2 separate regions of the Sus scrofa genome follow, and region 2 is linked to region 1. The links are chromatin contacts, called in public HiChIP or PLAC-seq maps. All regions are on one chromosome and are shown on one strand. The core of a region is the stretch at or near the end of the contact, and the rest is flanking DNA. Distances in the headings are between cores, read along the strand shown. Region 1 holds the start of FAM219B (family with sequence similarity 219 member B). Region 2 holds the start of ULK3 (serine/threonine-protein kinase ULK3).

Region 1 (4,197 bases), core at 643-3,142:
AGAGTAGAAGACTGGAGGACAAACCACAAGTCTGGCACAGTGCCGTGCATACAGCAGGAACCAGACAAGCATTTGGCAGTGGCAGTGACACTGCCTTCAGCCTGGCCCCACACAGAAAGGCGCTCTGGACTTGCCTCTGCAGAGGAATACCCGGAGGAGTATCTGGATTCCAGCTCCCCATCACTAGAAGATGAAGACAGTCAGATCAGGGAGATGCCTGTGGAGTACAGCTATAAACAGCACGGTGCAGAGCATGCAAAGGGGTTTGGGGGACTTGTGAAGCAAAGACCACACACCATAAAACTCAAGCCCAGAATGTGCCATGAGTATAAATAGCTCCTTCCACTGGCTCCAGCAGGGACAGGGTCACTGGCACTAACAGTGCAGACATTATAGGGTAGGATGATTTCCCCAGATAAGGTTGGTGCTTCAAATCCAAGAGCAGCAAGATGACCTATGAGTCCTCTAAGCAAGCCATCCTGGGAAGGGATAGTGCAGCCCTGGAACATGCACAAAAGGTCTTGGAAGAGACAGGGAATAAGCAAAGCAAGTGATCTGCAATTTTACCCAAATCACTCCCCAAGGGTATTTCCAAGGAGTGCACTTACCTGTCAGAGTCAAGGGACACCAGGTTTTCATCTGGACTCTGACTAAGAGCAGTATAGCCCTTGTTAAACTTCACTGACCTAAGGGGAGATGGGGGGAAAACCAAGCATAGGTAAAGCACCAGCTTTTCGCAGCGAAAGCCAGAGTCCTCACCCTTATGGGAAAAAACCCAACTGATGGCACTACTCCTGACTTGCCTTCTACCTGGTCACACAGCCACCACTGCCTGCCATGTATGTGGCTACAGCTCCTCAGAATATGCACTTCCTCACACCACTCCCCCTGCTGCTCCTGAAGAAAAGCACACCCCCTCTTTAATGAATTGGGAAAAGCCCTGTCTCCCCACCTAATTTAACCAGGGAACAGAAAAAGTTCTTAGGCAAATTCCTTCACCTGCTTTAGCCCTTATTTGTAAGAGAGGCCCTGGATAAAGTCCCACCCAATCCTTAGAGTTTACCATTCTGTTAGAAGCAAACAAACAGCCCTGACTTCCCACACTGCTCTCCATCCTCACTCTTTGGGGCCCCAGCCACTATATTCCTCCCTAACTTAGTGAATGACCCTACTCACTGACAAAACTTATTCCAAAGCCCTTTCCTTGAAATCATCACATTCTAGAAGGAAAAGAAAAGGTGGTTCCTCTTCTCATTTTAATGCAGTGAACCTGACAGGTTGGCTTCAGGGGAATCACTAGTTCGGCCCCTAAACGTGTGTTTGCTTTCTGTCTCCCGGCCTGAACACTAAAGCCTTCTCTGGAAACGGTTGCACAGAGGAAGTGGCGCTTGCTGAGACCTTTTTCCTGAAGAGTCGGGGCGGTTCGGCGCGGCACCCAGCATGCCCTTTCTCCGCAAAACTGCCTTGGCCAGGTCCCGGTGTTTCTCTGGAAGTCAAAGGGCCGCAGTCAGAGGGATCCTCCCCATTCCGCAGTGTATCCCAAACGCCAGGAGCCCGCTCTCCGAACGGATTTTGAGGTGCGGGAGCGGGCTGCAGGTGCCCCTCCAGGGTCGCCCCGGTGCGGCTCCGGAGCCCGCCCGGGGACACAGCAGCCCGCCCCGGCAGAGAACCCCCACCAGGCAGCACTCACGCAACTTGGCCTGAATGGAAGGCGCGCGCGTCACCATGTATGGCCCCCGCTTCTCCACAGCAGCCAGAGTCCGCTCCCCAAGCCGGGGTACTCCAATACCGCTTCGGCCGGAGGGCGGACCTGCAGACCCAGCACCGCTGGGCCGGGGTCCCAGAACGGACGCCAGAACCGCGTGCCCACTGGGCTCCGCTGTCGCCATCGCTTGGCCACGCCCCTCCGGGTGGTGGAGCCCCGCCTCCTGGCTAACCAGCCAGCAACCGGGAAGGAGGCGGTCTCTCCTCGAGCAAGATGGCGGCGCGCGGGCGCAGATTGTACCCGCCTGAGCTTTCCGGTCCCATCAGTTGCGGGGTTGGCTCAATTGTTCCGCCCTTCCGGAGGGTTTGGATTGCTGCAGTCCCGCCTTTCTGGCACACCACGTGCTTTTAGTTGGCCTGAGTTCCTGGCTGTCAAACTAAATTTTTTCTCTAGTGGAAATTAAATATCAATATTTTCGGGGTGGCCGCGGATGTGCACCTGCGGACTTCGAGCTCTTTGCGCCCTGGTGCGCACGCGCTCCTCGTGGTATCTGCGCATGGGTCCTCTTGCCACAGCCGCAGCTCCCCCAGGGCGGACCGGGGAGAGCTTGGATTGAACCAGAAAGAGCAGTAGGAGACAGGAACGTGTCAGCGCCCTTCTCCAGAAAAGAAACTAGGCGCGGGAAAACAGTTTAAAGACCTTGTGGAGGTCACACAACCAGAGACACTGCCTGCGCTGATACTCTAATGTCAAGTCCAGGTTATTTCCAACACCACGCAATGCCTGAGACCTTGGATGAGGCTGACTCTCTCTAGGACTCAGTTTTCACATATTATTATTATTTTTTGTCTTTTTAGGGCCGCACCCGTGGCATATGGAGGTTTCCAGCCTACCGGGTCTAATCGGAGCTACAGCTGCCGGCCTATGCCACAGCCACAGCAACGCGGGATCCAAGCAGTGTCTGCAACCTACACCACAGCTCACGGCAGCGCCGGATCCTTAACCCACTGAGTGAGGCCAGGGGTGGAACCCGCATCCTCATGGCTCTTAGTCGGATTCGTTTCTGCTGCTCCACCGGGAACTCCAGTTTCCACGTTTTAAAATGGAACCAATATCACTACCCTTCTTACAGCGACAAACAAGGGCAAAATAGGCCTTGGGAAGAAGAATGAAAGTGTGTCCAGGCCGGAGCTGTCACAGCTCGTGACTTCTCTGGCCCCCAAGGGATGTGTTTGTAGCTGGCTGGTAAGTAGCTCCAGATCCTTGTAGTAACTGCGAAATCTCATGAGGCTGTCCCAAGGCTAATTTATTAGTCTCCACAGGGTAGTTCAAAAATGTACAACTTATGAGCCTCCAGGGCCACAAAAACAGTTGAGTGGGAGTGTGATTAGGCGGGATAGGAGAAAATAATTTATGACTGCGTTTTTTAAAGTTTTATTTTTTAGAGCCACAGGTGCGGCATATGAAAGTTCCCAGGCTAGGGGTGGAATCAGAGCGGCAGGTGCAGGCCTATGCCACAGCCACATCAACTCGGGATCCTTAGTCTGAATCCTCATGGATACTAGTAGGGTTTGTTTCTGCTGAACCACAATGAGAACTCCTAGAACTAAATTTTTTGAAAAATGAGAAGCAGAGTTCTTTCGTGGCACAGTGAGTTAAGAATCCAGCATTGTCACTACAGCAGCTTGGGTAGCTGCAGTGGCGTGGGTTCCATCCCTGGTCCAGGAACTCCTGTGCCCCCAAAAAGAAAAATCAGAAGCATAAAGGAATGCTATTTTGGTTGATTCCACCATTTTTGACCTCCAGAAGCAACGACTTCATATGACTCAATATTTTCTCCTTTTGACTACTACTTCTGTTAAGCAAATGATGCTTACATTTGGTTGGATTCGCCAGTTAGGTGGTAAACCTGGAATTCGAACCTAGCCTGTGGACTCCAAAGAGGTGGTTTTCCTCATGGCTATTGCTGCCTGTTAAGCTGATGGATATTTCACTAAGGGCCAAAAAAATGTGACCAGAACCTTTCCACATTACAAAATCTCCAGGAACTAGTAGCCAAAAAGTCACCCATCCATGTCACTCTGGGTCTCCCATTACTAGTGCTCAGCTAATTGTTATGTCATTGAATATGAGCCCTGAACCCAGATTTTAATTCTTTATCTGTGTCCTTATTTGAGGAACAGGGATTTTAATAGTACTTGCATAATAGAATTTATAAGGTTAAATCCTAAGGTGCTTGGAATGGTACCTGGCATGTACTAAGTGCTCAAGAAATGTAATCTTAGGAAGTTTACAGTGTTTTAAGTATGTAGTGTTTATTCTCTCATTTCGATTTACCCTCCCCAAGGGCAGACTTCCTTATTTATTTATTTATATTTTTATTTTTTACTTTTCAGGGCAGCACCCACGGCACATGGAAGTTCCCAGGCTAGGGGGTGAATCGGAGCTAGAGCTGCTGGCCTGTGCCACAGCCACAGCGACATGGGATTTGA
Region 2 (3,849 bases), core at 964-3,463, 49 kb before region 1:
AAAGTCCTAATCCTGGTCACACTCTGAACTCTGGTCACACACTGAGTCTTAACCCTGACCCCAGAGTGAGCCCTGACCCCACCATGCCACTGCTGGAGTCAAGCATGGGTAGCCCAAGAAAGGCCCTGCCTTTTGGTGACAGGGCCCACCCCTGGATCTCCCAGTCTGTCACTGCTTGATGACTCAACAGAGGCCTCCATGAGAACCAGGGCTGCCGAGTGAACCCAGACAGGAGGAGGCCTCTGCCTACCCACCTTCCAAACCCCCACCCCTGCTGTTCCAGACTCACACCTGCCAATTTAAGGTGAGGCTTCTCCAAGGAGCTCAGCAGAATGTTCTGTGGCTTTAGATCCAGGTGAGAGATGTTCCGTTCATGTAGGAACTGCAGGGCACTAGCTGGGGGGCAGGACCCATGCAGAGAGCCCGGTCAGAGGACCCTATCTCTCACCTCCTCTCATCTTTCCAGGCTTGTCTGTCTTTCCAAGCCTGCACAACCCCAGTTCTGGACTCAATGGTCGACTGAATGCTTTATATATAAGCACCAGGCTCTCATCTCTGCCATGAACTTGTCCCACCCCCCATCCCGAGTGACCTCCTTCCTCCCTTTAGCCCTTCACAAGTCTTTTTCCTCCCGAGATGCCCCAGCCCTTCAGGCCCTTGCTCTTTCCCTTGGCAAAGCACCTGGGTCTTCAGAATGTTCTACGAGGTCCTTATATTATGTTTCAATAGTGGAAGCCTGGACTCCCCACAGATGGGGGTCCTCCCTGTCTTTCTCACAGCATCCTTAAGCCAGAGATGGGCACCTAGGAAGGAGGGGCCCTACAAATCCAAGCTGGGATGAGAGGCAACTGCTAAGAGTGCCAGAGCTCTAAGCCAGGGGCAGGGGTGGGTGAGAGAGCAGAGATCACGGGAAGAGGTTGCAGACTGCATTCAGAGGCTTTTACCCAACTGCTGCATGAAGACCCGAGCCACCTTCTCAGGCAGAATCCTGCGGGTATGGATGAAGCGAGAGAGGTCACCTCCTGCACAGAACTCCATGATGAGGTAGATGTTGTCACTGTCCCACTGTGATGAGAGGCAGAGAGGAGGCTTGGAGAGAGGGTCCTTTCTCCAGCCCTCTTTGGGGGTGGCCCCGCCGCAGGTCCACACCTGGAAGTCCTTCAGCTGCACGATGTGTGGGTGTCGAATGCCCTTGAGGATCTCAATCTCTGTCAGGAGGTTTTCCACAGATGCCTTGTTCAGACTCTTCTTGGCCACACACTTTATGGCTACCACCTCACGAGTGTCCTTCTGTGGGGACAGGAGATTTGAGAGCTCTGCCTTGAGAAAACCAGGGACCATGTGTGGCCAGAAGGGCTCTGGTTCCTCTGGCCCTCTCCCCCTCACTGGGCCTGCCCACTCACACCCGCTCCAGGCTTCCCAGCTGCCCCTTCCCAGGCCAATGAGGCACCCAGATTCTGGAATTTCAGCTTCCCCACAAGCCTGGTGTTCTCTGCTCCACAATCCCTTTCACTGAGTTCTAGGCGCCCCTGCTGAGGAATGCCCTTTCCTGCTCTACACCGCACACTCTGCGTCCTCCGTGGGTCCAGTCTCCTAGAACCCTGCCCCAGACTCCTCCCAGCCCACAGAGACCGCCCCCCCCCCCCCTGTTGTGAGCCTATTCTGGGGCCACTGACACAGAGGCTGCATGGAGGATTCCACCTGTGTCTCCACACAAAATGGGTGTGTGCGCGTGTGTTGGTTTTGAAGGCCTATTTGTGGCGGTCACCTCCCACCCCCTCCACAGAACCTGGGAGGGACAAGGCAGATGTGAGCCCCGAGTGCCTCTCACGCCGTCTCTAACCTCTCCTAGTTTCCGGCCCAGCACCCGGCTCGGCTTGCTCGCCGTCGACTTGCTCTTGCGGGCACGGAGACCAGGCCCTCAGAAGTTCTCGTGCCCCCAGATCCTGCCTTTCACAGAAACCCCGGGGCGCCCCGCACCCACCTTGGCGTAGGCCTTGTACACCGTCGCGTACGTGCCACTGCCCAGGCGCTCGGTGAGGATGAAGCCTTCCAGCCGCGGGGGACCCCAACCTGGCCCTGCCATCCCGACCGCCCCGCGCCAGCCGCCGGGCGCTTCCTGGTTCCCGGCGCAGGGTTCCGGCTGGGAGCCGAGAGGGTAGAGCGCGACGCGGCCGGAGTGGACTCCACACTGCCCCCAGCGCCGCCCGCCGGAAGTGCAGCACGGCGGGCTGGGCGGGGCTCCCCACCCCCCAGATGCTCGTCCAGGGCGTCCGCCCCCACCGGCCCTGGAAATCACATGATCTGCCAGTACGCACAAGACCTACTTGGGCAGGCTGAATAGAAGTGAGCAGGAGCCGGCAGACAGATCACTCGGGGAATTTCATCCAGGTTCAGACAGCATCCTAGAGATCGACCACGGGAAGACAGAGGAGGAGTCCTGCTGCGCAGGTGTGTAAAATGTAGGGAAGATTCCAAGAGGCCCCCTTTCCCCAAGACCAGCAGCTCCGAACGTGAAAGTACTGGTACAAGAAATTACCACCAGGGTGTTCCCATCGTGGCTCAGTGGTTAACAAACCCGACTAGTATCCATGAGGACGTGGATTCAGTCCCCGGCCTCGCTCAATGGGTTAAGGATCCTGCTGTTGCCACCAACTGTGGTGTAGGTTGCAGATGTGGCTCAGATCCTGCATTGCTGTGGCTGTGGTGTAGGCCAGCAGCTATAGCTCCAATTCGACCCCTAGCCTGGGAACCTCCCTATGCCATGGGTGAGGCCCTAAAAAGACAAAAAAAAAAAAAAAAAAAAAAGAAAGAAAGAAAGAAAAGAAAGAAAAGAAAAAGAAGGAAAAGAAATTACCACAGAAGAGGCCAAACAGTCTCAGTAAGGGGCTTAGCCCCAGGGGTGAGGGCCTTGGCCTGTCACAGACCAGCCAGGGAGTGGAGTGGCCAGATGCAGCATCTTCACTGTCCCTTCCTGCCTGAGGCTGGCGTGCCTCAGCCCCCACCTACCCTGTGGGCCTCTCCCACTTCCCAAGTCCAGCAGACACGAGGACCAATGTTGTCTGAAAATGTCTTGTTTTATTTAAGGACAAAAATTGAGACATAACATATACATTTTTACATGGAGAAAAAAATACCAGAAAGGAGTTTACAAAACCGTCGTCACTGACATTATCATCCAGTGGCTCTGGGGCTGTATGGGGTGGCATCCTGTGGGCTGCCTGAGATGGGCCCAGGACCTAGAGACCTAAGGCAAGCCAGTTTTTTGAGATGTCCCCTCAGTCCACACACCCACTTGTACCACCTGTGGTGGACACGGTACAGGTTTTAACTCTGAACTACTAGGTACCCATCACAGTGACACATGTCCTGGGAAATCCCCAGGACTAGAAGAAGGTGACCTAGTCTCTACTTGAAGTATGGGAGGAACCCTGGAGGATTAGTCTGGAACTCTCAAAAAGGTGGCTCATCAGTCCAGTCTGAAGGATGCATTTCTGGACTGATTCCCCCTGCCCTCCCTAAGAGTCATACAAGCTAGATATTGCTGATGCGGGGGGTGGGGGGCAAGGTAAAGGGCAGCTGTCCCTCAGGAAGAGAGGAAATCAAAACAAACAGGACCAAAAACAAACCACACCAGAACAGTGCGACCCACTCTCCTAGAAGACTGCCAAAGGCTGGTCAGGACAACTTGGGGTCAGTGTCCTCGAGCTCTCCCCATCCCCAAATCCCAACCAACCCCATTGCACATTCAGTAAGTCTAAAGAGGAAAGGGTTCAAGGAGCACCCCAGAGGGTACTGCCCATACCAGGAGGGAACGGGTCTAAAGGGTTGTGAAACTGTGAGAAACGT

Evidence for each region. HiChIP or PLAC-seq counts read pairs in DNA pulled down with a chosen protein or histone mark.
Region 2: an H3K27ac HiChIP or PLAC-seq map of alveolar macrophages shows a contact between it and region 1. The contact joins the promoter of ULK3 here to the promoter of FAM219B in region 1. A contact is called at or near these places in 1 of 5 promoter capture datasets (liver), 3 of 47 Hi-C or Micro-C datasets (embryonic fibroblasts, liver and skeletal muscle) and 2 of 2 datasets of contacts at active chromatin or transcription factors (alveolar macrophages and skeletal muscle).

What each region holds. Positions count from the first base shown.
Region 1 is chr7:58,648,465-58,652,661 of Sscrofa11.1, reverse strand. FAM219B (family with sequence similarity 219 member B) reads right to left here and starts at 1,892. Exons shown (of 5, transcript NM_001243582.1): 1 at 1,691-1,892; 2 at 1,399-1,486; 3 at 609-686; 4 at 135-183. The coding sequence starts at 1,889.
Region 2 is chr7:58,698,353-58,702,201 of Sscrofa11.1, reverse strand. It overlaps ULK3 (serine/threonine-protein kinase ULK3), which reads right to left and starts at 2,213. Exons shown (of 15, transcript XM_021099044.1): 1 at 1,985-2,213; 2 at 1,150-1,290; 3 at 945-1,065. The coding sequence starts at 2,086. It overlaps SCAMP2 (secretory carrier membrane protein 2), which reads right to left. Exons shown (of 9, transcript NM_001243492.1): 9 at 3,062-3,849.